7 separate regions of the Mus musculus genome follow, and regions 2, 3, 4, 5, 6 and 7 are each linked to region 1. Evidence: chromatin contacts called from public Hi-C, HiChIP or PLAC-seq and promoter capture Hi-C data. All regions are on one chromosome and are shown on one strand. The core of a region is the stretch at or near the end of the contact, and the rest is flanking DNA. Distances in the headings are between cores, read along the strand shown.

Evidence for each region. Promoter capture Hi-C pulls out the DNA fragments that hold promoters and counts their contacts. A called contact is a pair of places that touch in the nucleus more often than the background predicts. HiChIP or PLAC-seq counts read pairs in DNA pulled down with a chosen protein or histone mark.
Region 2: an H3K4me3 HiChIP or PLAC-seq map of embryonic stem cells shows a contact between it and region 1, with 9 read pairs. The contact joins the promoter of Arl3 here to the promoter of Nolc1 in region 1. A contact is called at or near these places in 3 of 39 promoter capture datasets (cranial neural crest, pre-B cells and stem cell-derived epiblast-like cells), 1 of 484 Hi-C or Micro-C datasets (CD8 T cells), 3 of 115 datasets of contacts at active chromatin or transcription factors (embryonic stem cells, large pre-B cells and pancreatic cancer cells) and 3 of 9 other capture datasets (adipose tissue, liver and macrophages).
Region 3: a contact with region 1 is called in a FOXA1 HiChIP or PLAC-seq map of pancreatic cancer cells. The contact joins the enhancer-like site here to the promoter of Nolc1 in region 1. A contact is called at or near these places in 1 of 39 promoter capture datasets (neutrophils), 1 of 484 Hi-C or Micro-C datasets (embryonic stem cells), 4 of 115 datasets of contacts at active chromatin or transcription factors (the 230-238 cell line, embryonic stem cells and pancreatic cancer cells) and 2 of 9 other capture datasets (embryonic stem cells and macrophages).
Region 4: an H3K27ac HiChIP or PLAC-seq map of microglia shows a contact between it and region 1, with 6 times the contacts expected there. The contact joins the enhancer-like site here to the promoter of Nolc1 in region 1. A contact is called at or near these places in 4 of 39 promoter capture datasets (embryonic stem cells, liver and pre-B cells), 7 of 115 datasets of contacts at active chromatin or transcription factors (the SCID.adh cell line, embryonic hindbrain, embryonic stem cells and 4 more) and 1 of 9 other capture datasets (liver).
Region 5: an H3K4me3 HiChIP or PLAC-seq map of the 230-238 cell line shows a contact between it and region 1, with 4 times the contacts expected there. The contact joins the enhancer-like site here to the promoter of Nolc1 in region 1. A contact is called at or near these places in 7 of 39 promoter capture datasets (the C10 cell line, the HPC-7 cell line, HPC-7-derived erythroid cells and 5 more), 8 of 115 datasets of contacts at active chromatin or transcription factors (the 230-238 cell line, the HPC-7 cell line, astrocytes and 5 more) and 2 of 9 other capture datasets (liver and pancreatic islet).
Region 6: a promoter capture Hi-C map of the HPC-7 cell line shows a contact between it and region 1, with 3 times the contacts expected there. The contact joins the enhancer-like site here to the promoter of Nolc1 in region 1. A contact is called at or near these places in 13 of 39 promoter capture datasets (the 3T3-L1 cell line, 3T3-L1-derived adipocytes, the C10 cell line and 9 more), 11 of 484 Hi-C or Micro-C datasets (the 63-12 cell line, the Ba/F3 cell line, the C10 cell line and 7 more) and 8 of 115 datasets of contacts at active chromatin or transcription factors (the HPC-7 cell line, astrocytes, embryonic forebrain and 4 more).
Region 7: a contact with region 1 is called in a Hi-C map of B cells, with 37 read pairs. The contact joins the promoter of Mfsd13a here to the promoter of Nolc1 in region 1. A contact is called at or near these places in 18 of 39 promoter capture datasets (the C10 cell line, the HPC-7 cell line, HPC-7-derived erythroid cells and 12 more), 3 of 484 Hi-C or Micro-C datasets (B cells, Sertoli cells and bone marrow-derived macrophages), 16 of 115 datasets of contacts at active chromatin or transcription factors (the 230-238 cell line, CD8 T cells, bone marrow-derived macrophages and 9 more) and 5 of 9 other capture datasets (adipose tissue, embryonic stem cells, liver and 2 more).

The regions. Positions count from the first base shown.
Region 1 is chr19:46,073,801-46,078,058 of GRCm38.p6, reverse strand. Nolc1 (nucleolar and coiled-body phosphoprotein 1) reads right to left here and starts at 2,212. Exons shown (of 13, transcript NM_001039353.2): 1 at 1,910-2,212. The coding sequence starts at 2,029. RefSeq lists cis regulatory regions at 2,255-2,261, 2,284-2,290 and an enhancer at 2,232-2,303.
Region 2 is chr19:46,571,414-46,575,671 of GRCm38.p6, reverse strand. Arl3 (ADP-ribosylation factor-like 3) reads left to right here and starts at 2,490. Exons shown (of 6, transcript NM_019718.3): 1 at 2,490-2,632. The coding sequence starts at 2,630. It overlaps Sfxn2 (sideroflexin 2), which reads right to left and starts at 2,307. Exons shown (of 12, transcript NM_053196.3): 1 at 2,213-2,307.
Region 3 is chr19:46,526,525-46,530,782 of GRCm38.p6, reverse strand. No RefSeq gene overlaps it. Among named protein-coding and RNA genes, the nearest start is that of Trim8, 27 kb to the right of the region's middle. Within about 2 kb of position 1,927, at least 198 of the 459 cell types and tissues checked have an H3K27ac peak or open chromatin away from gene starts, as enhancers often do. A contact at or near this core is called in embryonic stem cells, macrophages and pancreatic cancer cells, where this site is marked.
Region 4 is chr19:46,482,885-46,487,142 of GRCm38.p6, reverse strand. Sufu (SUFU negative regulator of hedgehog signaling) reads right to left here. Exons shown (of 12, transcript NM_001025391.2): 11 at 3,475-3,543; 12 at 1-1,288. The coding sequence ends at 1,199. Among named protein-coding and RNA genes, the nearest start is that of Trim8, 17 kb to the left of the region's middle. Within about 2 kb of position 2,407, at least 152 of the 459 cell types and tissues checked have an H3K27ac peak or open chromatin away from gene starts, as enhancers often do. A contact at or near this core is called in forebrain, liver, microglia and 1 more, where this site is marked.
Region 5 is chr19:46,465,219-46,469,476 of GRCm38.p6, reverse strand. All of the region lies in intron 8 of Sufu (SUFU negative regulator of hedgehog signaling), which reads right to left. Among named protein-coding and RNA genes, the nearest start is that of Trim8, 34 kb to the left of the region's middle. Within about 2 kb of position 2,091, at least 84 of the 459 cell types and tissues checked have an H3K27ac peak or open chromatin away from gene starts, as enhancers often do. A contact at or near this core is called in the 230-238 cell line, pre-B cells and pro-B cells, where this site is marked.
Region 6 is chr19:46,445,632-46,449,889 of GRCm38.p6, reverse strand. Sufu (SUFU negative regulator of hedgehog signaling) reads right to left here. Exons shown (of 12, transcript NM_001025391.2): 4 at 1-61. Among named protein-coding and RNA genes, the nearest start is that of Sufu, 51 kb to the right of the region's middle. Within about 2 kb of position 1,874, at least 68 of the 459 cell types and tissues checked have an H3K27ac peak or open chromatin away from gene starts, as enhancers often do. A contact at or near this core is called in the HPC-7 cell line, brown adipocytes, cerebellum and 2 more, where this site is marked.
Region 7 is chr19:46,354,809-46,359,066 of GRCm38.p6, reverse strand. Mfsd13a (major facilitator superfamily domain containing 13a) reads right to left here and starts at 2,187. Exons shown (of 9, transcript NM_029186.2): 1 at 2,083-2,187. It also overlaps the pseudogene Gm24610.

The DNA of each region.
Region 1 (4,258 bases), core at 963-3,462:
CTTCAGAAGACCCAGGTTCAACTCCCAGTACTCACATGGCAGCTCTCACACAGACAGACATGCAGGCAAAACACAAATGTGCAGAATAAACTGTAAGCAAACAGAAAGGTGCGAGGTACGGTGGCACGCGCCTTTAACTCTAGCACATGGAAAGGAGAGGCAAGCAGATCGGAGTTTAAGCCAGCTTGGTCTACATAGTGAGTTCAAGGACAGCCAGAACATAGAGACCCTGCCTTAAGGAGGGAGGGAGGGTGCCGAGCAGTGGTGACACACACCTTTAATCCCAGCACTTGGAAGGCAGAGGCAGAGGCAGGCGGATTTCTGAGTTCAAGGCCAGACTGGTCTACTGAGTTCCAGGACAGCCAGGGCTACACAGAGAAACCCTGTCTCGAAAAACCAAAAAAATAAAGTAAAATAGGAGGGAGGGAAGAAGAGGAGAGTAATAATGAGCACTGGCTAGATGGTCCATCAATTCAGAGCACATGGAGTTGGGGGGGGGGGTTGGGGGATGTATTACCAGATCACATGTCAGGCTGTCCCGGCTGAAAGAACTCCCTTATTATGAGACTGACCTGATCTTTCCTTTTGTGGCAAAAATCACCTTTTTGTATTTTGCTACAAAGAAGTAACCTATCTCAAAAGATCTGGTGGCCTATAACCCAAGAGTCCCAGGATCTAAGGCCTACAGCCTTTCAAGGTGTTTCCACGAACACTACAGCTTTTCTTTCATTTTTTTTCCCCCTTATTTATGTGAGTTCATCTTTGCTGTCTTCAGACACACTAGAAGAATGGGCATCTGATCCCATTACAGATGGTTGTGAGCCACCATGTGGTTGGTTGCTGAGAATTGAACTCGGGACCTCTAAAAGAGCAGTCAGTGGTCGTAACTGCTGAGCCGTCTCTCCAGCCCGCTACAGCTTTTCTTAAGGTGCAGAGTAAACATTTTGCTCTTACATAACAGCTGTCACTCACCCCATGTTCCTGTGTGCCTACAATGGAGTTACTACTTTGTGCATTTTTCTCTCAGTGAGTCTCATTCACTCAAAAGCTGTAAATTGGGCTGAGCATGGTGATATACACCTTTAATCCCAGCACTTGGTAGACAGAGACTGAGCTGAGTTCAAGGCCAGTATGGTATACAAAGTGTGCTGCAGGGCAGTAAGGCACTTAGCATGAAGAGGCTGTGACAAGAGGTACAGAAGTTCATATCCATCCTCCACTACACAAGGACTACATGAACTTTGTCTCAAACAAAAGGCTGCTGGGATCATACATGCAGAAAGCCGCAGAGCCTGGCCTAACATCACTACCTGGAGCTCCAAGCTCAGTGCCAACTTAACACAGGCGGACGCTCACTACTCCTAGAGTATACTGAAAGCAACCTATCACCACACTCATTCATTTTTTTCTTTTTAAAAAAATAAGTAAATACAATATGAAGTCCTAGCTATCATTACTTCGCAATTTATCCCTGCACTCACTCATCTTCTTTTGTAAAAACAAACAAGTGTATAAATAGAATCCAAGCCTTCATTACTAAAATCTTTGAGTCTCAGGTAAAACTGCAATTAAGGGTAAGTCCAACAAAAAGTACAGAAGAACCACGCACCGCCAACCCAATGCTCCCGGAGGGATCTAGCGCCACATGTCCTGGGTCACGAGGGACCCATGCCTGTCACCGCTGCAAAAACTCACACCAAGTAAAAGCCGTAATACTCGGAGCTAGCTAGTCAGACATGGTGGAAGGAGACACCGAGACCTCCAGCCTGAGGAAGGTCCGCAGAGAAGCTGGGCAGACAACGGACTGACAGACCCCAGCCCTCGCCTCCTTAACTTCTAAAGCCGACAAGGCCTAGATTAGCTCGGAGAGTCGTCCCACCCCGGCCCGCAGACCAAACCAAGGACTCACAGCGCCGGTCGCTTTTGCAAATTTACTGGCCACCTCCGAGAGTTGGCTATCCCGCAGAAATCTGAGCACAAGGGGATAAAGGTCGCTGGGAACCACGCGGCGCAAGCCGGTATCCGCCATGCTCCGGGTAAAACGCGTCACTACCGTTGCGCACGCGGCACGACTTAAGAACACCAAAGCACAGCCCGGGTCGAGGGCGGGTCCAGTGTCGTCATCAAGTCGCGCGCGGCGCGCAGCGGAAAAGAGTGGCGCACACGAGGTCGCGTACCCTCCACCCGGGAGGAGAGACCCAGACTAAATCTAGAAGTTGCTTCCGGTCCCACACGCGTCATCATCCTGCAGGGGGCGGAGCCCACGAGCCGCCCACTAAGGAGGCGGAGCTTCTACGTCAGATGCCACGCTCCTGTCCGAGGCGGGAAAACTTGCAAATTCCCGCGCATTACCTTTGCTGAATGGGCTTCTTCCTACTGTAGATTTCCAAGCCCTGGCTGCTACTGAGACCTCACAGTACTGAATGGACTAACAATAATGGGTGCACTGGAGAACTCGAGGCTCTTTCAACCCTTCTAGAGGTGTCACCTACTGCTCAAACTCCCACGGACAATGGCTTCCTCCCTCCCTTCACACCCAGTGAAGTCCTTCAGGATACCACCCAGACCCAGACTCAAATCAGAGGATCCTAAAAGTTGTGGTGACAAGGTGTTGGTACCCCACATTGTCTGTCAGTCATAGCTAGGTTACAAGACAGTTATCCTTCCCATCTACAATTCGGAGAACAGGAACACGGGACCATCCCAGGGAAAAGATCAAGAAAAATCCTTTCTTCCTAAAGAAAGAAGTCACAGTGAATTCGGAAAACTTCAGTATCAGCTACTGTCCAGGTCAGGAAGCAATAAAGATGCACTTCCGGTGAATACCTTTCTTTTACTTTCCTCAAAACAGGCGCTCCTTCTAAAAGGACCCGTTATCCTATTTCCCAGAGGTGCTTCTATGCATACACAATCGTTTGTTTGTTTGTTTTGGCTTGTTTTTTTTTTTTCCAAGACAGAAAGGTTTCTCCGTATAGCCCTGGCTGTCCTGGAACTAACTTTGTAGACCAGGCTGGCCTCGAACTTAGAAATCCGTCTGCCTCCCGAGTGCTGGGATTAAAGGCTTGCGCCACCACGCCCGGCCTCAAAATCGTTTTTTTTAAAATACACACACCACCGGGCGGTGGTGGCGTACACCTTTAATCGCAGCACTCGGGAGGCAGAGGCAGGCGGATTTCTGAGTTCGAGGCCAGCCTGGTCTACAAAGTGACTTCCAGGACAGCCAGGGCTACACGGAGAAACCCTGTCTCGGAAAAAAAGAAAAAAAAAAAAAATTCACAAACCAAGATGGTGATCAAAACCAAACTGGTGAGCTTTAATGACACTTAATAGACACTAACCCCAGTTGAGAAAACTTTTATTCTCATAGGTATGGTGGCAAATGATTTTTTTGTTGTTGTTTTGTTTTGTTTTTCCGAGACAGGATTTCTCTGTAGCCCTGGCTGTCCTGGAGCTCACTTTGTAGACCAGGCTGGCCTTGAACTCAGAAATCCGCCTGCCTCTGCCACCCGAAAGCTGGGATTAAAGGCATGAGCCACCACACCCGGAGGCTAATGATTTTAAACCCAGAGTTGAGAGGCAAAAATTGCAGATGTCTGAGAGAGGGAGAAGATAAGAGGGAGAGGGGGGATAGAGAGAGATAAGGAGGTGGAAGGGGAGGAGTTTGACATAGTAACCAGGCCATGATGGCACACACTTTTAATCCATCCCAGCACTTGGGAAGCAGAAGCAGGTGACCTCACGAGTGAGATCCAGGACAGCCAGGGCTATACAGAAAAACCCTGGCTGGAAAAACAAAAAAAAGCAAAACCAACAAACAACTGTACCTCCTTCACCCCACAAGAGTCTGTATCCTAAAATTATCTTCATGCACAGGCCTAGCAGCTCTCACTGAAGAGAGTAGGCAGGAGAACCGGGATTCCAGTCCAGCCTGCACAGCTCTACAGAATTTAGAAAGGGCCGGTGTAAATGCTAGCCGTGCAAGCATAAACACCCGAGTTCAGATCCTTGACACGGCTGTACAAGCAGGGCACAGTGGCTTGCATCCGTAGTCCTAGGGCTGGCAGGGTACTGATGACCCTGGAGCTCACTGGCTAGATTTCTCCGTTCAAAAATAAAGGGAGGGGGCTTGGAAACATGGCCAGTCTGGCCTAGACTGCAAATTCTACAACAGCTAAACATTTGAGCCTGTTTCAAATAAACTCGTCAGATGAGGTGTAGTGGCACACACCTTTAATCCCAGCATCCAGAAGGCAAAGGC
Region 2 (4,258 bases), core at 1,241-3,740, 500 kb before region 1:
CTGGATCACCACACACACACACTTTTTTTTTAACTCGAGATCAATTATGAGAGACAGAGCACAAGAGAGAGAGAAGAGAACAAATGAAGCAGACTAAGAGTGATCTTCCCTAGAGAAAGCTCATCTCCTCCAGCAAGTGGGACCAAAGCTCAGAACAGACCCATAGTCACAGTTCTGAGGTAAGAGTACTTGCCCCCATAGAATATTTGCCCTGTGGGCACTTGGCCAGGGGAGGTCCAGGCAGCTCAAAACTCTGCAAGAGCAGACCAAAGACCACTGAAATAGCAGACTACCGTCAGGTTGCCTAGAACAAGCAGGAGAATGACGGTAATAATTAAACCAGCAGGCCCAGGCTCCTGCTTACAGACACACTCATCGGGACTCCAAGGTAACAGTGAAAACAGATACCGTGCTACCTGAGGGAACCCTGAATGTGCCTTTTCCCACAAAAGGGCCCCAGTGTGAAGAGCAGTAGATTAGTAGATAAACGGAAGGGGAGGGGTCTCTAATCTAACAACTCACCTAGTGCCTCTTTTATTCTTCCTTTTCCTTTTTTTGAGACAGGGTTTCTCCATGTAGCCCTGGCTGTCCTAGTAGACCAGGCTGGCCTCGAACTCAGAGATCCAGCTGCCTCTGCCTCCCAAGGGCTGGGATCAAAGGCGTGCGCCACCACCTTCTGTCTGATCACCTTGAACTTCTTTAGTCAAGATTCAGAATTGACTTTTCCCTCCAAGGATCCGATACAAGTAGGCAGGTAGCAGATGTTTCTGACTGTGGGGCTGGAGCCATGGCTCAGCACTTTAAAGAGCAATCGCTGCTCTGCAAGAATCCCTGGGTTCAGTTTTCAGCACCCACCTGGTGACTGACAGCCACCCATAACTCCAGCTCCCGGGTACCAAAGACACATGTGATGATGCACTTACATACATGCAGACAAAACATTCATATACGTAAAGCAAATAGTTTTAAAGGTTTTATAGAAAGTTCTTTACTTGGTTGTAAAAAAGACCTGAAAGCTTCGCACTATGTACCCAGTGCCCAGAAGTACCCAGGAAGGAGGCAGTCCTGTGCAAATTTAGGGCCAGTATGGTCTACATAGTTTTGTTCCAGGCCAGCCAGAGTTCCATAGTAAGACTCTCAAAACAACAACGACAACAAACCTGAAAACCCATACTGGAAAAATCTGCCTTTGTTTAAGTAATGGCAACTAGGTTGGTGAAAGAGGTAACGCCTGAACCCCAGATTAAACTATTGATAATAATAATAATATGTCACCCTTTCTTTGCGACAGGAATTGCTCTCTATGTACGTGACATACATGGACCTGTAAGATAGATAACAGGTAAACACACATCAACAGACTTCCAGAGATACCACTTCTACCTAAACTATGAGCTGTTGGAAGAGTTCTCTGCTTATTAACAGGTATAAACAGCTCTGAGGTGTGGGGTGTAGTGTATGTAGGTCGGTGGCAGAGTGCTTGCCTACCCTGTACAAACCCCTGCATTCTGAGTTCAGTCCCCGGGGGCAAACAGCACTCCTACCTGGGCCACAGTGTTTACAAGCAACACTATAAAATAGTTTACAAGTAAAAAAAAAAAATAGTTTACAAGTTAGTTCAAGTCCGGACTCTTATCATCTACAATAACCGATTTCTAGGGTTGTAAGGAAATTAAACCTCATATAAAAAAAAACATTCCACTAGGAAGAATGCAATTTCCACGAAGGCAGGTTGTCGGGAACCAACATGCCACAAAGGTCCTGTGGTCGGCCCTGGGCGTGAGAGGAGCGGGAGGTAGCGCTTGCAGTCTAACCCGGTTTAGCAAAATCCAGCAGATCCCAAACAATCTAACACTCCCGCTGCCAGCTAACCTCAATGCTAGGGACCGGTCCCCAACCTCCCTATCTCTCGCCCTCTCTCAGGCGACCTCCCCCAACACAGTACAAATCACCTATCCTGGATTCTAACAAGAATGTGGAGATAGAGACGTAGCCGCAACTCCTGAGCCCTAAAGCCTGGCACCCGAAGACAACCGGGGTCAGAAGGGAAGAATCCATTGGAGCCCTGGTGGGTCCCTCCGGCCACGCGGCTTCTGCAGATGCAAGTCCAGCACGCAGCGCCTGGCAGCCGCAACAGAGCAGAACCACGCTCCCTTCGGAGGCGCGGGGATTAGGAGTAGCTGTGCATTTGGCTGCACTTGCGAACTCTTACCTGGTCCCAGAGGGATGCACCCCGCGACTGCCACCAGGCGAAGCTGACCAGGAAAGCAGAACTGAAGTGTCGCGGCTAGGCCCGGGAACCACCCCCTCGCCCTACGCCCCCACTTCCGACCAATCAGAGGCCACAGGCTCCGGCCAGCCACGTGGGCGGCTTTGCACCTCCCGCTGGGTCGCTCACCAGCCCGCCCCGCCCTCCCGCCCCTCCCGAGACCGCCTGCGCAATGGGCGGGCGCTTTGGCGCGCTTGCGCACTTTGGGTAGAGAGGAGCAGAACCCCGCCCCATCCCGCTGCTCCGTTCCTCCGCTGTGCGTGCGAGGGACGTCAGGGGCGGCGCCGCAGCAGTTACCCCTGGTAACGGGGGAGGCAGGAGGAGGAGGCGGAGGAGGAGGAGGAGGGACTCGGCTTGAGGATGGTGAGTGTGGGGGCCCTGGCCCCTCCAGAGCTGACCAGTCACCCCCCCTCCTTTCACCAGTCCCAGGGCGGGGCGCTGCGCGTAAAGCCGAGGAGGACGTGGGATGGGGCTCGCCTTGATCTTTGGGGTTCTAGATCGGTTTCAGGGGCGAAGGAGGAGCCCCTAAAGTGGGCCTGGAGGGAGGCCTAGGCCTGGAGAGAAAAGAGGGGTTTGCGATAGATTCGAGGCATGGAGTGCTTGGCTAGCGGGGAAGCCTGGGCACCATCATCTTTCTAGGGACTGGGATGAAGGCGACTCTAGAGCTGCGGAGATCAGACCAAGCTCTCAGATCTTACTGCAGAGTCGACCTCTCGGCGCCTCGGGACTGTGGGGTTCATCTGAGAACCAGCCAAAAGTGGGAGAGGCGCGGCTCTACTGTCTTTGAGATCACCCTGGCAGCACCAGGGAGCTGTAACCTGGCTTTCCTAGATGCTCGCGTCTCTGAGTGAGAGGTGTGTAGGGAGTAAGTCCCAGGACAATAAGAGGTACCGCTGGGAATGGATGTCTCTGTGGTGGGTGCGCTCCTGCAGTCCCAACTTAATCGCTGAAAGTTCTGCGAAGAAATAATGGTTGTTGATGAGCGATTTTTTGCTCCGTATTTATTCCATGTAGATAGAAGCAAATTAACCTCCCGTGTCCTAGCTTTTCCTTCAAATTTGCAGTGTCCTTTTGCCTGAGGCCACAGGAGGACCAAAGGTCTTCACCTCAAACTAAAAAGAATGAACAATAGAAAGTGAGCATCAATTTGAAGCAAGCCTTGTCTCCGTTAACCTTAATTAAGGCTTTTCCAAAGTGTATGATGTGTGACAGATTTTTGACCAGAAACACTCGGTTCCTTGTTGATTTTTTAAAATCGTTATTTTATTTAATGTATATGTATGGGTGTTTAGCCTGAATGTATGTTTGTGCTCCACGTGTGTGCCTGGTGCCTGCAGAGGCCAGAAGAGAGCTTTGGTTGCCTGGAACTGGAGTTACGGATGTCTGGGAACCATCGCGTGGATGCTGGCAAATGAACACTGAGCGTTGCTGAACATCTCTCTGCCCTTGTTGATTCTGTACGCGGTAGATGGAGAGTAAAAATGAAGTTATGGGGAAATGAATATTTTTAGAGCTAGTCAAAGAAAACTTGATATTAAGGCATTTAGAACAGGTTGGTTGGCTTACTAACTGCTCCGAACAGGTTCCTGTTGCCCCCCCCACACACACACACACAATATTTTTGTGAAAATATTGAGGCATTTCTGTTGACTTAAGAAGCAAAGCCTAGGGCTGGTGAGATGGCTCAGTGGGTAAGAGCACCCGACTGCTCTTCTGAAGGTCTGAAGTTCAAATCCCAGCAACCACATGGTGGCTCACAACCACCCATAATGAGATCTGATGCCCTCTTCTGGTGTATCTGAAGACAACTACAGTGTACTTACATATAATAAATAAATAAATCTTTAAAAAAAAAAAAAAAAAAAAAAGAAGCAAAGCCTAGGGCTAGGGGTATAGCTCAGTGAGTAGAGGTTTGCTTAGCAAGCACTAAATCCTGCATAGAACTGAATGTACTAGTACTTGCCTACAATCCCAGCTCAAGATGGAGGC
Region 3 (4,258 bases), core at 678-3,177, 450 kb before region 1:
AACATTCTTGGCAAACAAGTCACTACAGAGCCACAGAGCCATGGCCTCTGCAGCCCCGGCCCCTCCACCTTCTCCCATCCCCTCAGCCCTGTCAGCCACACGGGGAAGCAGACTCGTAGGACTTTTGACTGTAATGACATCTGGAATGTAAGGGGAGCTGGGAGGTTTAATTCCAGAAAAATTACAAGGTCCTTAAAAAGCCCTCACGTCGAGGGCTCAGGCTAGCATAAACAGGCTTTCTCCAGCTCAGTGGAGCAGGGAGCAGCCGGCTCCGAGATTAGCTGATTTCTCTGCAGAGGGGATTTCTAAAGCTCAAAGAATTCTGTGTTTAAATGATCACAATAGGCCGATGCTATCAGATTTTAAAAATAAATGCAGCTGTGCCATGAACCTGCTCCACTGAGAAAAGCCAGGCAGATCGATTCTGAGAAGAGATCAATTCTTACAGAGCTGGCAACTAGACGGTGTGGGAAGGATCTGCTGCAGGCTGAGAGCATGGGCTGGGCCCCTCCCCCCCCCCCAAAGCCACTCGTCCCATGCTGCGCTCTTCTACCCCTTTCCAGCAACCCTGTTGTGGTCTGATCAGAAGGGATGGTACCCCCCTCCCATTCGTTCCCCCACTGCCAAAGGAGTTTGCCTGAGCCCTCAGAAATCCCAGCCTCAAACCCTGAAAGCAGACCAGGGCATAGCCTGCTCCTGAATTCAACTGTTCTGGGCAAGAGCTCAGGGCTTTTCAGAGGATAAATAAGAGGCTATCCAATGCCTGGTAGGGCCAGGGAGGCCAGCTGCCTTCTCATCCTGGGAGGTGGCCCTTTCCAAGCCCACCACGGTGTGGTGGCAAAGACAGGAAGTGCCACAGAAGTCCCTGCTCCATGGTACCCAGCTTATTCTGGACTCTGGAGAGGGAGAAACTTGGACAGTTTGAAAGGTGGCCAGGAGGAAAGCTATCAACAAAGGCTGGGGAGAGGTGTGGGGTAGCAGTGCACAGGCACGGGCCTGTAAAGACTTGCAAGACAAAAGAAGGTGAGGTTTTTAAACCTCAGCTAGTTAGCCCGCCGCCTCTCCCATCGACTTCTCTAACTCACCCGAATCCCTCTAGCTTTGAAGGGTGGCAAACAGCTATAAAGCATCGGAAATGCCCCATCTCAGGCCACCAGATGTAGCTTTGGCCCTTGAGACTTGCTTTTCCTTACAAATATGCTTCAGGATGTTGTCTGGGGGGCTGGAAGCCTGCTTTGAAGTCCAGTTTTGGAATGCTGCACCAGGGGACTCTCTCTGACTTTGGAAGAGCTTGAGTTGTAATGCATTTTTGGTCTCTTACCACCAACTAAAGGAACTGTTCTAAACAGCCCCGACCCCCACCCATACCCCCACCCCCCGGCTCCAGCTCATAGGCAGAGCGACTTGCCCTGCTCTGATCGCTGTCTCTGTAAATGTCCGCATTTGCTTCCCAGCTAGAGACACCAGAGACAACTGTGGTTGTCACAGGCTTTTATCTTCCCTGTGAGCCCTGTTGAACCCTCCGGGGGCTCCGGGGATAAATGAATGGAGCCTGAAAACTGCAGTTTGAAAGCTCCCATTTGTAAAACCAGAATGCTTGTAAAGTCCCGTTTCCTTCTGCCGTGCCACCCCTGCCCCCTGTGGCCATGGCCAGAGAACAGAGTCTGAAGCTAGAAAGGGCATGCTCCGCCCCTGTGCCTCCCCCCCCATCCCAGTGAGCCCTGGTAAGACTTTTGCTCTGCGCACCATTGCTTCTGAATGTTCAGGGGGCGAGGGCCGAGGCCAGAGGGCAGGCAAAGTCCACAGTGTATACTCCAAGCAGTTGTGGGAAAAACCGAGCCCTGCTCTCACCCTCCCTGTGTGGCTCCTTTTGGCTGGATTCCCTTCGCCCAGTGCAATACACCCTTTCCCCTTCGCTCTCCCTTGGTTACTATGGAAACAAGGGTGTCATTGATGTGGGGCTGAGCTGGGGAACATGTCGGTGCACAGCTGAAAGTCAGCGATTATGCCGGTGGTTCGCTCTGCCCGGTAGAAAAGTCCACAGCCTGAGATGCTGCAGAAGGACAGTCTTACCGAAGCCCTCCCCCACACTTCCCTCCCTCCCTCTGTCCCCTGTCTCTGACGATTTCTTTATTCCCCTCCGGACTAAAGTGGTGGCTATTTTTATGCCAGTCCGTGCCCCACCCTCACTGTTGGCCGCTCCTTATCCGGCCTGGGCCTGGAGAGAGTGACACCATGTCACCCTCACCAGGCCCAGTGTCTCCATTCCCTTCCACAGTGCGCTTTGATTCCCCCCTCCCTCTCCTTTTCGGGATGCTTCTTCCTTTATTTTTAGCTCTGCTCTCCATGTGGTTTCGGGGTTCGGTGTGATCCATCGGAAGGTTCTTTTTTTTTTTTTTTTTTAGTCCCTTTTGAAAATGATAATCAAAGGAAGGGACGCGGTGTTTGGTCACGTGGAAAGCTCAATGTATAATTTAGACGTCTGTCAAAAAAACGCAACAAATAAAATGTAGCTGCAACGAAGGCGGTCTTGGAGTGGATTGTGATCTCTGCTGGAACTCCAAGAGGGCCTAAGCAGCTTTGCCCTTTTGGAGGTTAGGTTTCCTCAAGGGAGGGCTGTTTTCAGAAAAAAAACACCACCACCAGGTGATATGAAAACCACCACCACCGCCATTGCTGCAGCAGCAGCAGCCACCCGCCTCACCTTACCCCTAGCCCCATGCACCTCCTGCGTAACTAGGCAGCACTAAGCCCACTTTGCAGTGGAAGAAACAGAGAGGCCTTTGCCTCAGCTAAGGAATTTGCCAGCATCACAGCTCCTGTAAGGATTGGTGGAGCCAGAAACCTAGGTCCCCTGCTGTCTCTAAAGGAAAAAAAAAAAAAAAAAAAAAAAACAAAAAACAAAGAAACAGTACCACAGCCCACTTCAGTCCCAGCCCTCACCTCCTGCCTGTTCAGCAGCTGCCTCCCACAGCCCTCTGCACCAGTTGTCCCCTAGGCTAGCACTGCCTGCTCTTCCCGGACTCCCAGTCCCCAGGGCCTCAGGTCCTCTCATCACAAAAGCACAGTTGCACATCTCTTTCCTTCCTTTGCATAGGTTCAGCCCCATGGATGGCAAAAAGGAGGGAGCCGTCAAGAACATTAGGGCTGCCAGGGACACTTGCAGTCACCTACTGCCTACTACTGAGTCCTCTTGCTGGAAGCTGCCCAGAGAAAATGCTAGCCTTTGGAAGGGCAGCCTGGGCTACTTGAAACCCCATCTCAAAAACTCAGAAGTCTAATGGGGACACTCATGAAAGGTGACAGGCTTAGAGGGCTATGGTCTTGCTCACCCCTTCATCTACTCCTAGGGTCCCTCCTTACCCACAACAGAGGGTGAGCAACCGGCAGGAGAGGGAAGCCAGAGGCGAGGCGAGAGGAGAGAAAAGGCACAAGGTGTCCGATGTGTCACCGGACATTCAGTTCATCTTGAATTTCAAATAAAGACTAGTTTTTACTTCAGCTGTACTCCATACAATATTTGGGACTTTGTTATAATACTCAGGAAAACATTATTTATCTGAAATTAAAATTGAACTTCCATTCTGTTTTGGTTTTTTCTTTTGATAAACCTGATGTTCCTACCAAGGACTAAAAGAGGACTTGTGAAGAGCAGTGGGCTTGCATCCTCAGCCAGGCAGAGTGGCACAGGCCAGTAATCCCAGCACTCAGGGGCCATGTGCCCGTAATCCCAGCGCCCAGGGACTAACAGGCTCAAGACTAGCCTAGGTAACATAGTAAATTATTTCAAAACCAACACAAAATGTCCAGCTATGGTAGCACACGACTTCAATCCCAATATCTGAGAGGCAGAAGTAGGAAGATCTCTCTCTTGTGGGTGGGCTCAGGAGCAGCCTGGGTTATGTAGACAACAGGGAGAGGAGCTCAGAGTCCATGCCTGGAAACCTGAGTTCAGTCCCCAGAGCCCACACAAAGTTAGATGGAAAGAACCAACTCAGCGAGTAGTAGACACTTCTTCATGCCTCAGTCTCTTGTGTGTAAAATAGAGAACTAGGAGGATTCGAGAGTAGTTATGCTCGGTGTGTAATGTATGTGAAATCTCTGCAGCTATAACAAAAATAATCTGGCACTTTCCCAGACTCCCAAGGCGTCTGCCTCCACCTCCATTCCTAACCCTGTGTGGCTCTGTGACTCTCAAAGCAACATACAAGCAGTCTGCCTGCCTGCCGCCAGCCTTCCCGGAGGGGCTGGCAGACCC
Region 4 (4,258 bases), core at 1,158-3,657, 410 kb before region 1:
TCTAAAGAATGAACAAAGACCATTGACCTAGAGGCAGGCAGGCAAGAATGCAGGAAAGGCACTTGCCAGTTCCAGGTCAGAAGTGGGAGCTCTCTCCTCTGCAGCTCACAAAGGTGCCTTCCCTGGGAGGCAGGAAGCTCTGCAGTCCTGGAGGTGACAGCATGGCACCCACAAGAGGGCCAGGCTACAGGAAGAGACAGCGACGGGAGATGGGGACAGAATGGATGTGAGAAAGAGGAAGGGCCACAGGGAGCAGTGTCAGCAAAACCAAAGGGAGAGCTGTGGAGAGAGAGGTTGGTTCTCAGTTTTTCATAAGCTAGACAGCCCAGGGGCTGGGACTCCAAGGGAGGGGGACCAAAGAGCTGGGGGCCCTGAGCAGGAGGATGGGGAGGCAGTGGGCTTTACCCTCTTCTTGGGAGACCTGGTTAGGAAGACATAGCTAGGGCCACGTGTCCTTGAGTCCCTGAAGTCCCCAGAGCCTTGTAGAGACTTACTTCGCTTGGAAGGCAATAGCACACCTTCCAGGCCACAGCCAATCTCTACCCAGGGCTGCATGGAGTATGTCAGCTGTCCCCAGCCTCCTCCAGGGTCCAGAGCTGACAGGCAGCACCAAGCATCTTTTCAGGAAGAGGGCATGTGGGATCTGTGGGGGGGGGGGAGCCCCCAGACCCTTGTCTAAAGGACAATAAAGTTCAGGTAGGAATGAGTCCTATTTAAAAATCACTATGTACATGGCTTCTGCACCATCTTTGCTGAGCAATAAAAATACCATCCGGTTTCCACAAGAAAAAGAACAATCATTCGGCAGGGTGGAGCAGCCTGACTGAGGGAAAGCTGGCTGGGGTTGACCAGGCAGTGCGTCCTCATGCATGTTCTACCCACCAGGCTGTCTGGCAAGGCTGTCCCGTTCCAGGAGCACAACAGTGAGACCTGTGGCAGCAGCGGGTCGGTGTGGAGGGTTTTCAGGTGCATCTCACCCCCTCACTGGCGTGTAGGACAGGGGCCTGGTCACTCGGGCTGGGCTGCTAGGAGTGAGGCCCCTGGGCCCGAGGTGGGTGGGGCCTGGGATGGGTGTGGCACTCTGCAGTCATCCCCACACTTGCCCTTTTATTCATGGGTGTCTCCTTTACAAGCTGTCACACTGGAAGTCACCAGGAGCAGCTGGGCTCCTCTTGGCCCCTGCAGGGCACAGCCCAGGCTAGTGCAGTGGACTGTCGAACACCACGTCGGGGAGAATGGACACTTTGAGTTTCTTCTCAGGCCAGCTGTACTCTTTGGGAAGTTTAAACTGTGAAGAGAACAAGAACAGGCAGAGTGGTGGGTCAGCTGCCTCCTAAGAGTGTCCAGAGAGGCAGCACGCGGGACACCCTGTCCCTAGGCTGCTGGGGACAAGACAGGTGACTGGAGACCTCTCAAAGGCTAGCCTCAGGTTGTGTGTGCGTGTGTGTGCGTGCGCGAGTGCATGTGTCTGGTCTAGGCACTCCTTTCCTCTTGCACGGCCAGTACCTCAGCAGACTGCAGGAGGCATGCTTAGGCTCTTTGCATAGACTCTCTCCTGCTCTTTTCCTTGGTTCTGCCTTGAGCCCAAAACATGTAAGGAATCTCTTCCCTGGGGCCCTGGGGCTGGAGGACAGGGGACCAGCAGGGTGTAGATATTACAGGAAAGGTCTGTCATCGCCATGGACTAGTTCTGAGTCTAGAATCTGTCCTCTGTAGTTTTGTCAAAGGGTCCACAAGAAAGGAGAGCTGTTCAGCCCCCAAATCAGACTTGGAGTGTGACCCCACTGGGAGAAGTTCAGGGTGAAGGTGGTCTGCGTGTCACCACCCACTGCTCCCTGTCACCCTGCTTCCCAGGGCTCTTTGTTCAGAGTGACCCCAGATAACAGCCAGGGCCTTCCAAACTAGGATCAATGACTGTCTTGTAATTTTGCTTCTTTCCCACACCTGGGGTCTTTGGCGAGGAGGAGAAGCTGACTTCTGGTTCCTTCTGGATTCTAGAACCTTGTATGGAGCCCAGCACACAGTGGGTGCTCAATAGATCCTCCCTGACTTGGGTTCCTGCAGAGCTCTTAAGCCCCATTGTCTCTGGGCTAGGCTGGAAGTCAGAGCCAGGCACAGGAGGAGAGAATCATGTTCTGGCCTGCCTGAAGCTGGGCTGGAGGTGGACAAACGGACACTTCCCGGCTGCCTTTTCTCTCTTGGGGGACTGTAGACCCAGGACAAAGTGGAGACTGGGGCAGGGTGTGGGGATGGCCTCTGGACAGGAATGAGGCAGAAGAAGTCATTTTTCGTGACCTACTTTCCTAAGCTCCCCTTGGCTCCTGTCTCTCCTGCCTGGACTGTCCTCTTCCCGCCCACTCAACACCCAAGCTCAAAGCAGCAGCCTGGCAGAACGCCACTGCAGTGTGACAAGACCTCTCCGGAAGCACTTCTGGGCAGCTGGCTTTGGCCTGACTGAATCCGGGAGCTAGGCCTCTGAGGCAGTGACTTGTAGGGGTGACTGGCTGGCACAGAGTGGGTACTTGATAACCTTGGACTATGCAAATGAATGAATGAATCAAGCTGGATCCCTGGGGCAGGGGGAGGGAAGGCTTGGCTCTATTGGGGTGACTGGCTCTGAGAAGTTTCTAACTAACTGGGAGGTGAGGTACTTTGCCCCGAGCACATTAGGGCAATGGAAGGGAAGGGGGTGATCTCTGCCACAGGCAGGGGAGGGTGGGCCAGAAGATCCCTCAGGCCTCGGAGGCTTGCTATTTACCCCACTACCCCATGGATCCTGGGGGCCAGGAAGATCCGCCTGCCTGCTGCCTGGGCGCTGATGGTTATAGGAGAAGGGACTTTCCAAGATGAGGTAAGTCCCTGCAAACGAGGAGGCCAGGAACAAGGAAGAAAAACAAAAGGGATTATAGACTCCATTCCTGCACTCCAGAGAAGGAGCCAAGGAGAGAAATCACCCCACCTGGCCTGCCAGCTCCCCACGCTCTCAGCTAGCCAGGAAGAGGCTGAGGGAGGCAAGCTAGAGCTGGCGAGGGAAGGGAGCGTGGCACTTGGGTGGCCCAAGGCAAGAGCAGGAGTCCCCTCCTGCCCACGAGAGCTCCCAGCGGAATGTTCTCTGGCAGCAGGCACGGGCTTTCTGTTCAGAATCTGCCAGGGAACAGCAGGGGCTGGGGAGAACTCTAGCCCACAGGCCCTGGCTACTTCTTCAATGAGGTTCCCAAGAGCTGGCGATTCAGGGTGCTGGGTGTCCTCACAAGGGTGGGGGCTGGGCAGGGCTGACCCATGAAGCCCAAGAAAAATAAAGTCATTGAACCTTCTCAGGGGTTCCTCTCCAGATTTATGCCTGTACTTCTGAAAACAGTCCACAGATGGGTGAGCGCTCGCACATGCGCACGTGCACGCACGCACACACACACACACACACACACACACACACACCCGGGAGTCCTCTATCAGTGAGAAATGAAATAGGCTCACTTCCTCTGGAGAGGTTAGATCTTCTAAGTCCTCCAACATCTTCTCTACAAACTCTTCTGTCAACAGAATCTGGGAAAGAAAGCAAAAGACAGGGTTTTAATTATTATTATTATTTTTTAATATACAGTCTTTTTTGCCAACTGCAAAGCAAGGGGGGTTTTTTTTAGCTGTGGAGGAGGGATGGCCCAAGGATTAGTTCTAGGGACAGAGGGACGAACTCGAGGCTTCCAGAAAAGACTGCACTCTCGCCCCAACCCCCTCCCCCCCGCTAGGGAAGGGCAGAGAGGGGGGGTGAGGCAGTGAAGGAAGGGAGGGCATCTGGAAGGTGGACAGCGCTGGCCTCGGAAGGGAGCCGGAAGGTGGGCGGAAACCCACCGCTTTGGGCTGTTTGGCCTCTGTGTGTTTCGAGGCAACAGAGAACAGGGAAGCCAAAGGCCGGCCGTGGGAGAGCTCCTGCCACCCTCTTCCTTTGCCTCATCAAGCTCTCGTGTTCCCCTTTTCCCAACCACGCAGGGCCAAAACAATCCGTGTGACTTTGGAGTACAAGCCCTGTCTGCGATCTAGACGAACCCCAATGGTGGATGACAAACCCTGGATCCTATCTCTACCACTAGGGGCAGGGAAGCAGGTCACAGCCAGACAAGAAAGACCAAAAAACCCAAGCCTTGGAGAATGAGAGCCTGCCTGGCTGCTCACAGAGGCAAGCAGTCTCTCAGGTTCCCACTGCAGCCATAGAATTATCTGTCAGGGCTGTCCCAGCAGGCCCCAGTCAGCAGCTATGCAC
Region 5 (4,258 bases), core at 842-3,341, 390 kb before region 1:
GAGGCATCTTACAGTGCATGGGCAGCTGCAGGGCTTCTTGGACCCGCCTGAAAGACTGGTGACAGCTCTGAAAGGACCTTGTCTGCACTTATCCTGGACCCAGGATTCAGCTGCCTCTGGCCAGGTCAATTCCCTGCTGAGCGAAGGTTTTAAAAGGTAGACCAGGATTAAATGCTGGGAAGACCAGATTAAAGGCAAAGAAAACCCCTCAAGGCTTTTGCTTCCCTGAGGGAGAGAGTGGCCAAATCACCCTGTCCTCTGCCTCCCTGTATATCTCCATCCAGTGGCCTTTTAAGCAGCTCGGTGGGTGAACCAATCTCTCCCTGGCAGCCTCTGGCATCCCTAAGGCTGCTTTTGCATCTTTTTCTTGGCTACGTGGCCCCAACTTTCAACTACATTCTTGACAAGGTTCTGAAATCCTCCATCCGTTCAAGCCACCCTCCCCTGGATTCATTTGAACTCGTCAAAGTTAGAGTGTCGTGCCCAGAAGTGAGTGGCATGTGTGGAAATAAACACAGTATGTCCTCTAAGCCGTGCGGATCTCAGAGGCTGTGACCACTCTTGTCTGAGGCAGTTTATTTCTATTAAAATTGTCATCAAATTGTCTTTCTTTGTAACCTCATCTTACTACCAGCTCATACAGCACTCTGCCAAGTGAAATCTTACTCAGGTTTTCTCCCACAAGCTACCCTCTCCTGTCCTGTCCAGTGTCCAGTGTGGATTATGTGACAGTAAGAACAGACTTCTCTGTTATCTGGCTAGAGCTGTAGGTAGTGTGGTCGATTCTGAACCTCACTGGTATCCATCATCTCCGAATTCCTTCCAGACTTCACATCATCGACATAAACCATCAACTTCCTATCATATTTTCAGTCCAGTCATTGATTAAACTGAGAACAGACCTGGGCTGGGCAGACAGACTCACAACACTGCTTTTTAGGTATGCTCATCCAACCAATTATAAATGAATCCACCTTTCCCACCACCCTACTGTACACTCTCTGGACAGCTCCATTTTCTTGTAACAACGTCCAGAGCATACCCACGAAGTCTGCTGGATGCTACCTAGGCAAGGCCACAGCAGGCCTCTCATCTCACCAGACAGGTAAGCTTAGAAGCCTGACTCCGTCTCTTGGGGTTGTTTTTCCAATAGCATTCAAATTTCCTTGCTGAATAATCCAGTCCAGAGTTTTCCTGAGAGGACAACAAGCTTACTGGTCCAGAAAATGCAAGTTGCTCTTACCAGCCTGGACTTCTACACGCCTCCAGTCTGCTGGCACTCACCTCCTTTACCCCGAGACCATCATGACTTTATTCTGCTAATTCTTCCAGTGTTCTGGGGCCACAGTGATGTGAAGCAGGGCTTCTGCCCCGTGTGGTGTGGGTCTTCCTAGGTTGACATCGTTTGGTTTTCGATGGATACAGAATACAGTTACAGTACATGGTGCTTCCTGTCACTGCTCAGCCAACTCTGTCCAAACAGTAAGCCCTAGGTCTTCCCACTCCAAGCCAAGTCCTTTATGCCAGTCACACTTGCTTTCAAGATCCAGTCCTTGAATTTCAGCTGTATTTATTATTGCACCCCCACCCCACCCCCACTTGATCTTTCAGGACAGAGTTTCTCTCTGTAGCTCTGGCTGTCCTAGGACTCACTCTTCAAACTCAGAGAGCCATCTGTGTCTGCCCCCACGGTGGCCATTATGCCCAGCAAATTCTAGCTCTTCTTGACCCTGCTACTTATATCTGTGGTGGTATAATACACCTTTAGATATTATCCATATTCTTTTTTAAAAACCTGAAGTGTGTGTTTCATTCTCTACATACCTACACTGGTATCTAGAGCTACCATGCTTCCTTTGGGTTTTCAGGGAACTGTTCACAATAATACTGAGATACCACTTGTTTTGGAAAACTACTATTGTGTGGAGTGTGGATGTCTTGGTGCACATGTGGAGGTCAGAAGGCCTCTGTGGAGTCAGTTCTCTCCTTCCACTTGTACCTGGGCTCATTGCACAGCCAACACTTACCCAGAGCCACCTCCCTGAGGCAGAGACACCTTATACTGAGTGTGGGCAATGGTGCTTCCTCCTATGCTAAGCTCTTCATATACATCACTTCCTTTCATTTTCATAACAACCCTATAAATAGGAGTTATTTCCCTCACCTTAAAGATGAGGAAACGGAAAGCCAGAGACCTTAAGTAACAAGCCCCAAGTGCACACACAATGTGCACATAAAAGCTGATGTAACACTTCAGCTCTTTCTGATGCTGAAACATTTTAAACACCTCCCACTACAGGGATGGGGAAACGGCTTAGCTGGTCATGTGCTGTGCTGACCTGAGTTCAGGTCCCCAGGCACCCTTCTAAGGGGTAGGCCCCATATGGGGCTGGAGAGATGGCTCGGTGGTTAAAAGCACTTATTGTTCCTGCAGAAGGTTGGTTTCTCAGCCTCTAACTCCAGTTCCAGGGGACTGGATGCTCTCCTGCTCTCATGTGGGTACCTGTACTCATGCAGAGTTATACATACACTTTTAAAAGCATCTTTAAAGCTGGCATGAGCAGCATGTGACTATAACTCTAGTGCTGGGCAGGATGGCAGAGACAGGAGGATTCCTGGAGCTTACTGGCCAGTCTAAGCATGGGGTTCAGTGAGGGAAACAGCAAAGATTCCCAATGTCTATTTCTAGCCTCCACGTGCGCGCGCGCGCGCGCACACACACACACACACACACACTTTCTCACACATACACTACTCTACATACATACACAATCTCCCATATCTTCTCCAACTTTAGAACTGTGTGTGTAAGCTTGGCCTGGAACTCCCTATGCAGCTTAGGCTAGCTCCAGGCTTCCCTGAGCTCTTACAAGAACTGCCTCCCTGGAATACAAGACTGTGCTTCTCACAATTTTAAGAGCTGCTTCTAGAAAAATAGACAGGGCAAGGCTAGATTTAATAAGCCACTTCTCAGATCAGTGGTTCACAGAATGCTGGTATTTTGGACTAAGGACTACAGAGGAGAACCAACTGGTTTCATTTCTGTCAGCTAGCATATTTGAACCGGTTAAGAACTCCATTTTCACTGAACACCCAAATCCCCCGAGGCTCTGAGGATGCCTCTGGGGATCAAAGGCCAGGTGTCATCTGAAAGGACTCTGGGTTTCCCCGCCCTGAGCTCTGCCTAGTGCAGCCTCTTCCTTCCAAGGCCGTGCCAGCCTACGCCATCACTGCTCGGTGGTTAGGAGGAGATCCACACTGAGCCCTCACTGCTGACAGGATGCTCCCAAAGGTCTGGCTATCATATCAGAGAGTTCTCCGCTCACCACCACACAACTCATCTAGATACCAGGGAAGCTCAAGTTCCTCTGGGGCTCTTTTGAGGATACAACGGTGTTTTTACCTGGAATATGTCATGCGTCCTAAGTCTTTCCAAGGGCAGGCAGCTCACACAACAGTCTGCCTGCCTTCCTTCCTTCCTCCTCCTCCCCCTTCTTCTTCCTCCTCCTTCTTTTGGTTTTGTTCTGTTTTGTTTTGAGATGGGAATGTTACCACTATAGCCCCAGATGGCCTTCAACTCATAATTCCCTTGGTTAACCTCTCCTGGCTTCCCGTTGCAGCTGCTGAGGTTACAGGTACGTGCCAGCGGGCTGTTTCTGCTACAGCTTAGAGCCAAATGGTCCTACAAGGCTCACTAGCACAGTTCCTGGTACTCCAGGTTCCCTTCTGAGACAACACTGTCATCTGGTTAGCTGGTCTTCTGTGTCTTCTGTGTCTTCCAGTTCCAGTGTACGGCCAGAGCAAATACGGAGAGCTCTTCTGCTCTCTGCCTTGACTCTGTAACCTACACTGGCCCTAAAGCCAGACCTGTCCTCCTGCCTCACCCTCTCGCCCTCCCAGTGCCAGGATCGTAGGCATGTGTGACCACACCTGGCTATTCCCTGATAGAAATGTGTCTTGTGTGTGCATACAGGCAGGCCAGAGGTCAGAGCTGGGAGTCTTTCTCAGTCACTTGTCACCTTGTTTTTGAGACTGGTCTCAAAAGTCAGAGCTTGCTGATTCAGCTACAGGGGTTGGCTGGATCCCTTGATTAGAGCCTCCCTGGGGCTGAGATTACAGGAGGCTGAAGCCTGTTTTTTTTTTTAAAGATTTATTCTGTTTACAATATGTGCATGAGTGCAAACACCTGAGGCCAGAGAAGGGCACGGAGCCTCTAGAGCTATAGGGGTTGCGACCCTTCTGACATGGCTGCTGAGAA
Region 6 (4,258 bases), core at 625-3,124, 370 kb before region 1:
GACTCACTGTTATCCAAAGGGCTGTGCCAAGACACATGGTCCCCGCTACAGAAGGTGTTCTCTGTGGAGAGACAGACAGGAGGACCCTCAGCATTTGGATCCAGGCCTGGAGACTGCCCTGAGACCTCAAAGCCCAGGTTGGAAGGCTCCTCACTCCCCAGGCCTCCTAGAGCAGCCGGATGCACCCACTCCCAATACAAGCAAAGAACTACAGCTACTCCCCAAACACCAAATGGTCCAGGATGGCCCAATCTGTTTGACTTCACTGGAAAGGGTAGGCTGCTGGTGTGCATACTCACTTGGCCTAGGAAGGCCAAAGACTTGCAGTGTCTGCTGGGCTTCTCCAGCCCCACTACCCACGGGGGAAGGGCATGAGCAAGAAGCCAAGAATGAGGTGCTTTCCAGTGGGGCCAGCGGACCATCAGAGGGTAAGGGAGCTGGGAACAGTGGGAAGCCTTCTTGGAAAAACAACCCAGGATTTCTCTGCTGGTGAATCAGCACAGAAAGGAAACATGCAACCCCAGCCCTGGAGATCCGCTGCCAGTCTCCCACAGGCAGACTGAGGATTTCTGAGGATCTCTGGAGACTTCAGGTAAATGGAGGTCAGGATAGTTCCTTGCCCACCTCAGCAGACTGTACAGCCTCAGGGGTGGGGAGTGGGGGGGGGGGTGCCTCTGTGACAGCACAGTAACACAAAGGCCCGTTACTTAAAAATAAAGTACCAGAAGTAGGAGGAGCACATGCGTGTAATCCCAGCATCAAGAGGGAAGGCAAGAGGACAACTGAGTTGAGGCTAGCCTGGGCTACCTGCCAACAACAAAAACCCAAACAGAACATGTCTATGGCAGCAAACCCTTAGGGAACATTCCCATGTGGTATAAGTCACCCCCAAACCTGTCTCTTGTCATGAACACTCAGCACGCGTGGCTTTAACCAGTTCACATGCAACCACAGGTGCCCAGGCTGGCCCCCAATTCCCTATGCAGCCGAGGATGACCTCAAACTCTGAACCTCCTACTTTCATCTCCAAGTGTTGAGGCTACAGACATGTGTCACCATACCCAGTTGTGGATTCCTTTTTAAAATGTGTATGACTGTTTTGACTGCATGTTTGTTTGTGTTCTACTTAGGTGTTTGGGTCCTGAGGATATCAGAAGAGGTACCAGGTCCTCTGGATATGAACTTTTAGACATTTGTGAGCTGCGATGTGGGTGCTGGGAATCCAATCTGGGTCCTCTGGACGAGCAGACAGTGCTTTTAACCACTGAGCTATTTCTCTAGCCCCGACCACGCCCAGTTTCCTGTGATGCTGGAGACACAGCGCAGGGCACTGGGCAAGCTAGCTGAGCGAGCTCCATCCCCAGCTCCCCTCCGTTTCTTTTCCTTGAACACATGCAAGGACCCGAATGCTCACATTTCACCCAGTTCCACATCTTAGAGCTCATTCACACCTGCTTGCACAGAGCCTCCTTTGCTGAAGGTCTGTGGCCTATGTCAAGGCAGAACACGTCACACATGCCAGGCACGCGTGCACACAGCAGCCCAAGCCCAGAAGTTTCTGCCCTCACTTGCCTTGACTGTCTTGTCTTGCTCTGAACTCTAATTCCTTCCTGTGTCACCTAACATTACCCAACCATCTTTCCCAGGCAGATGCAGGCTCGGGGAGTTGCCAACACTTCCACAGTGTTCATTCAGGAGGGGAGGGAGAATGCTCCTCCAGGGGACCAGAGGAGTGACAGGGAGGAGAGGGCGGAGCTCCTGAGAAAGCCTTAAGTTCCTGGACTCCTGCTTACATACTCCTGCTTACACACTCCTGAATCTCCCCCTCTTCACTGCCATGTCTATAACCAGCATGCCCCCCCACGCATACACATGCAGATATCATATTACACTTGCAATAATCCTGAGCCCCACCTCTCTCCTTTTCCTGCCATGTCTATAATCAGCATGCCTCCCCCAAACGCACGCACACGCAGGTATCATATTACATATGCAATAATAAAAATTGAAAGAAAAGAGAGAATCAGGGTCACATAGTTTACAGGAAGCTTGGCTTACATGAGATCCTATCTGTAGGAATAAAGATGAAAAGACAGAACAGAACAAAACAACACAACACTAGTGTCTCTGAGACTTGGAAAAACATGTCACAAAATTCAACGCAGACAAAACCAAACCAAAACAAACCACTGAAACTTGGCCTAGATGGGCGCTTCTCATTCTGGGAGAGGACTCTAAAAACCTGCAGCTGATAGATATTATGCTCAACGGTAAACCAAAGACTCATTTCCTTCTTCCATCAAGAGCAAGACAAATGTTTTCTAAATATGAACAAGGTTCTAAGCTCATCTCCTGGAACTGAAGATAAACACAGAAACAAGACAAGAGACAGAAAACAGAGGTGACGGGCTCGGCCTCCCCAGGCCGCTGCCTGTCAGTCCAGTGCACTATTGAGAATCAGACTCAGGGCCTCAACATGCACGAGGCTAGTGCTCCACAGAGAGCCCATTTTTGCCAGCCTGGTTTCAAGCTATAAAGCTACAGTATCAAAGTGAGTAGAGTCTGGCACAGGCGAGGCACTGGATCAGAAAGCACAGTTGGGAGCACTGAAATAAAGCTGCACACTGATGGCCATTCATCTTGACAATGGAGCCAAGACACTCAAGAGGAGGGGAGGGGGGAGTCTTTCCAGCAAATGGTGCTGGAACAACGGGCTATCCAAATTCAAAGGACTCGAATTGGAACTCTTCCTTATACCATAAACAAAAATTGACTCAAAATAGATCATAGACCTAACTGTGATAGTTAAAACTGCAAAACACTTAGAAGAAAACAAAGATGTGTCAGATTAGGCGCTGGTTCCCTGGATGTAACACCAAAGGCACAAACAACAGTGGACAGACAGATTGAGCTTCATCAAAATTAAAGCCATTTTGTGCTGTAGCCATCGCCATCAGGAAAGAAAAAGAAATGCAAATCAAATCACGCCCACTTTACATCTATTAGAATGGTAATTGTAAACAATAACAAAAACAAATCCAGAAATGACAAGTATTGGTGCCTGATGTGGAGAAATTAGAGCCCTTGTACCCTGCTGGTGGCGATGTCAAATGGTACAGCTGCTATGGAAACAGTATAGCAGGTCCTCAAAACCTAAAAAACCCAGAATTACCACATGATCCAGCAATTCCAATTTGGGGTACGTACTGAAAGAACTAAAGCAGTGGCCTGAACAGATTGTGTGCTAATGCTCACTGTAGCAAAAAAGTGGAAGCCATCCAAATGCCCACCAATAAGCTAATGGACTAACAATATGTGTAATTTACATTAAATGAAATACTATTTAGCCTTAAAAAGATGAACGTTCTAACCTGTGCTACCATATGGATGAACCTTGAAAACATATTAAGTGAAACCACAGACAAGTGATTCATGGTCCCACTCATGTGAGGAAGCACCCTGTGTAGTCATGTTACACACTGAGGCTGGTGACAATTGTTTGTGGTGTAAAGTTCCGTGTAGTAGTGAGCAAAGTACCCAAGATGAACGGTGGGGATGGCTGTGCACACTGTGCTCAAAGATGAGAATTGTCATGTTAGTTATATTCAGATACAATTTTTAAAAAGACAACCTACAGAATGGAAAGATGGTGTCAAGCCAAAAACCTGATAAGCCCTCATAAAATATAAGTATATTGTGCCCAGAATATATAAAGAGCTCTTACAACTTAATAAGAGATAAACAATCCAATTAAAATCGGGCAAAATATCCGAATAAATGTTTCTTCAAAGAAGATACGAACAGCCAATTAGCTCATAAAAAGCGGCTCAATATATTTAAAAGGGAAATTAAAGTCAAAGCCACACGGAGATAACACTGCTCTGTATGCAGTAAAGTGGTTGAGAGTTTAAAAGACAGAAAACCCGGAGCAGTGAGACTGTGGACAGCCTGGGCTGGGGAGATGCTCAAACTGCTATGTAAATATGAAGACAAGTTCAACCACTCAGAATCCAGGGAAAGAGGTGGGTGTGGCAGTGAGTGCCTGTAATCTCAGCCCTGAGAGACGGAAAGAGCAGGAGTCCTAGTGCTTGCTGGCTAGCATGAGTGACAGACCCAGTGTCCAACACCAAGAGCAGGCATGAGAGACGGTGCAGTGGTTAAGAGCATGCATGTCGCTCCTGTGGAAACCCAGGTTCAGGGTCCAGCACCCATGCTGGACAGCGTGAGGACCTGAGTTTGATCCTCAGGACCCACACGG
Region 7 (4,258 bases), core at 938-3,437, 280 kb before region 1:
AACTGCACTCTAAAAGCCTTGGTAATGACCATTAACCAAGACGTTCTAAACAGGTTCTGGCTACAAACCTTGGCACCTCTCATTTCACCATGCACCCACTTCCACAATCTTTTTGCTTTGAGACAGGGTCTCTCTGTGCAGTCCTAGCTGTCCTGGAACTCACTCTGTAGACCAGGCTGGCCTCAAACTCAGAAATCCGCCTGCCTCTGCCTCCCAAGTGCTGGGATCAAAGGCGTGCGCCACCACTGCCCGGCTCCACTTCCACAATCTTATGAAATCTTGCTCCCTCAAAGCCCTCGCCAGGGTCCTCATACCCCCCAGGTTCGCCCAATCAGGTATTGTCTACCTTTTCCAGTCCCCCTGCATCCTGGGAATGAGTGCTTTCTCTATTTCCCTCCAGCTCAAGAGCCCAAGAACAAGGCTAGGCCACTCCTCCTGCAGATCCCTCCCCCAAGCCTCTGCTCAACACCTGCTGAGTCCATTGTCCCCCAAGGCCAATGTGGGTGTCCTCTGCCTTACAAAGGGCAGTCACAGGAAAACAAACACCCACAGCCCACTCTAGGTGCTCTGATTGGCTGTGGGGTTTGGAGAAGCAGTAGCAACCTCGAACCCTATAGCAAACCTGTGCATTGAGGCTGCAGATGTACGAGGGCAGTGTTGGTAAAAGCCAGCAGTAAGTTACAACCCTTTCACCCAGGACACAGTACCAAGCTAAGAAAACAAGGGCAGAATGTGACCCAGGTAGTAGTAAAAGGGGCCAGACTAAAAAGGGAGTTTGTAAGCCTCCACCAAGCTTCTATCAAGATGGAAGACACCCGCTGAGGGTAGGAGACACAAAAGCATTTCTCTCTTGAGGAGCCCTTCGGAGATACTTCAAGATCCTTCTCCTAGCAGTCCACTCTCCAAGGTTTCTGGGAGATTAACAACAGGAAAGATTGGCCAACCGCAGCAACCTCTGGTGACAGAGTACAATTGAGGGAGGAAACCAAGGAGTAACCGGCTGGGCCCGGAAGGAAGACTATCAGGAGGAGGAGGGTAGGCGGTTCCCACTCCCTTCAGGAGGGAGCCTGTAGAGACCACAGAGGGGAAAAACTACTAAGTAATACTGTATGTATCAGCAGTGCTTGGGTCAAGGATGAACGCTATCCTCACGTAGCCACAAAACTTGTTCCCACGTCTGTGGAAAAAGCAAATCTGTTTGCTGCCTGTCCTGCCAGTATCGAATGAGCAGGTGGAATTTCAAGTCATAATAACAAAGCAAATACTAGGCGTGTCATTTTCTCAGCAAGCTGCTGACTGGATTGTTAGCTGTTTCACTCCCTGGTCAGTCTCCGCAGAATGAAGGAGCCCGCAGGAGAGTTGTTGAAGGAGCCCGACTCTCTCCCGCGAGTTAACAGGTTCACCCTCCTCGGATGGAAAATGGAGTTTTCACCCATTGCCAGAGGGACTTTCTCGGTCCTTCACAGGATTTTATGGTGGCACGAAAGTGTCAGAGCCGACTCACCTCAGAATCGCTGGCCACTTCTAAGTCTCTGAGGAATTAACTGGGAATCAACCCAGGAGCTTTCTACTCAGAAACACGTGTAGTGGTTTTCATTTCGTTTGCACATTACCTGAAGAGCTAGCTATTCTAGAACACCTAGGCTCGGACCTCGCTCAGACCTCTAAAATTGGGATCTCTGGAGGTGATGCCCAGCATCTTTTAAACTATCCAGTGGTTCTACTCTGCTACCAGGTTTAAGGGCCACTAGGTCAATGAGTGAATCCCGGCCTGAACCATTGCATCCATGAACTCAGATTCCTCAAGGAGCAACCTGGACGGTGCATCCCCTTTTCTTACCCCAACAGAGACCTTCAGCGGGGATTCTACACTTGCCCCTTGGTCCCAATTCCTCCTGACCCCAGAATTTTCCAATCCATAATCTGGCACCTTAAGGAACCGCGCAAAGTGTCCCAATGACTCAAACAGCGCAACGCATTCCCGCCCCACCCTCGGGCTGGTCCTTTGTATCAGATCAGCCCCGGGGTCCGGCCCGCTCCTCCGGGACCGGAGAGGTCCTGGGCCGTGGGCCAGCAGCTCACCGCAATCCTGGCAGACGATGCCTAATTCCGCGGCAGCGGGGGAGCCAGGTGCCAGCCAGTGCGCCTGCGCGCTAGCAGCCTTGGGCTTCCCCAGTCTCTCCCTCCGCCCCTTCCCAGCTATTGGCTCCGCACGGCTCTCCCGATAGCAGCTCGGGCAGGTGACCGCGCCTGAGGCTGTCGCTGCCATGTTTGTAATGGGCTATTTCCCTTAGGGACCCAAAAGAAAACGGGCATCAGGCAACAGGGGCAGGTTGCCTGGATTCCTGAAGTACTTATCTCCTCTCTCTTACCTCCACGAAAACTGTCATTTCAGCTCAAAGCAAGTTCCTCTTGGGGACTCTCCCTTCTCTTCCCCGATCCTAATTTCAGAAGATGAGAATTTAGCAGAGACTACCTACGGCTGGATTGTGAGCCTGCGAGTGCAAAGTCCAGCTTGAGCTGTGGGCATGAGGAATCAAAGGAATGGAGAGCCAGGGCAGGAGATGGTAGACACAGGCACTTGGCCATTAACCCACAACCCATGCTGCCCGACTTCTTTGTAGTGGTAGTAATAAGAATTAGAAGACGAAGCCGGGCGTGGTGGCGCATGCCTTTAATCCTAGCACTTGGGAGGCAGAGGCAGGCGGATTTCTGAGTTGGAGGCCATCTTGTCTACAGAGTGAGTTCCAGGACAGCCAGGGCTACACAAAGAAACCCTGTCTCGAAAAACCTAAAAAAAAAAAAAAAAAAAAAAAAAAAAACAAGAATTAGAAGAGGAAGTAATGCCTGATTGTGCCTTTCTGAAATTCCTGTTGTTGTTGTTGTTGTTGTTGTTGTTGTTGTTGTTGTTGTGGTGGTGGTGGTGGTGTTGTTTTACGAGACAGGGTTTCTCCATGTGGCTCTAGCTCTTCTGGAACTCACTATGTAGACCAGGCTGGCCTCGAACTCCCAAAGATCTGATAATTTCCACCTTCTGAGTGCCGAGGTTAAAGGCATAGTCTGTAATTCTTGCTACATAGAAGGCTAGCCTGTGCTGAATACAGAGTGAATTAAGGGCAATCCGGGCACTTTAAACCCTATCTCAAACTAAAAACAAAAACAGGGCTGGCGATACACACACATAAAAGAACTGCTCAGCCACCTACTATTATGTACTTTGCAGGATAGGTGCACCGTTCCAAATGCCTCTTCCTCAAATTATACATGGGAAGTAGATGCTATTATTTCCACTTACAGATGAAAATAACCACTGGGTGCTGGTGGCGGCTGCACATACCTTTAGTCTTGGCACTGGGAAGGCAGAGACAGGTGAATTTCTGCTTTCAAGGCCAGCCTGATCTACAAAGCAAGTCCCAGGAAAGGTAGGGCATACAGAGAAATCCCATCTCAAAAACCAACCAACCAAACAACCAACCAAGCAAAAACCCTGAAGTTCAGAGAAACAGTCAATGAATTGTTTCTGTTTTTCGAGACAGTGTTTCTCTCTTTAACAGCACTAGCTGCCCTAGAACTCATTTTCTAGTCCAGATTGGTCTTGAACTCACAGAGATCTTCATGCCTCTGCCTCCTAAGGGCTGGGATTAAAGATGTGCACCACCGTGCCCAGCCTTCAACAAATTTCATACAACCAGATGCCCAACCAGGTTAGACCAGACTTCTCTGGAGTCTCAGAGGAGTCCTTCCTCTTCCACACTTACTAGACCTTTAAAATCAAGTCTGTATGGCTCAGTCCAGTTTCTAAGCAATCAAATAGGACCCGCTGCTATCTGTTTGGTTTCCCTACTGTGTTGGTTTGTATATGCTCGGCCCAGGGAGTGGCACTATTAGAAGGTGTGGCCCTGTTGGAGCAGGTGTGTCACTATGGATGTGGGCTGTAAGACCCTCTTCCTAGCTGCCTGGAAGTCAATATTCTGCTAGCAGCCTTCAGATGAAGGTGAAGAACTCTCAGCTCCTCCTGCACCATGCCTGCCTGGTGATAATGGAATGAACTTCTGAACCTGTAACCCAGCCCCAATTAAATGATGTCCTTTTAAGAGTTGCCTTGGTCATGGTATCTGTTCACAGCAGTAAAACCCTAAAACACCTACCCTGAGATATAAGGCAAGGAGTGCCTCTTTTGACTTTTCTGCCAAGGGACCTTCTTTTTGTTGAAACTGCTCCATTGCTTATGGGGATTTTGTAGGCATACAGGGAGAAC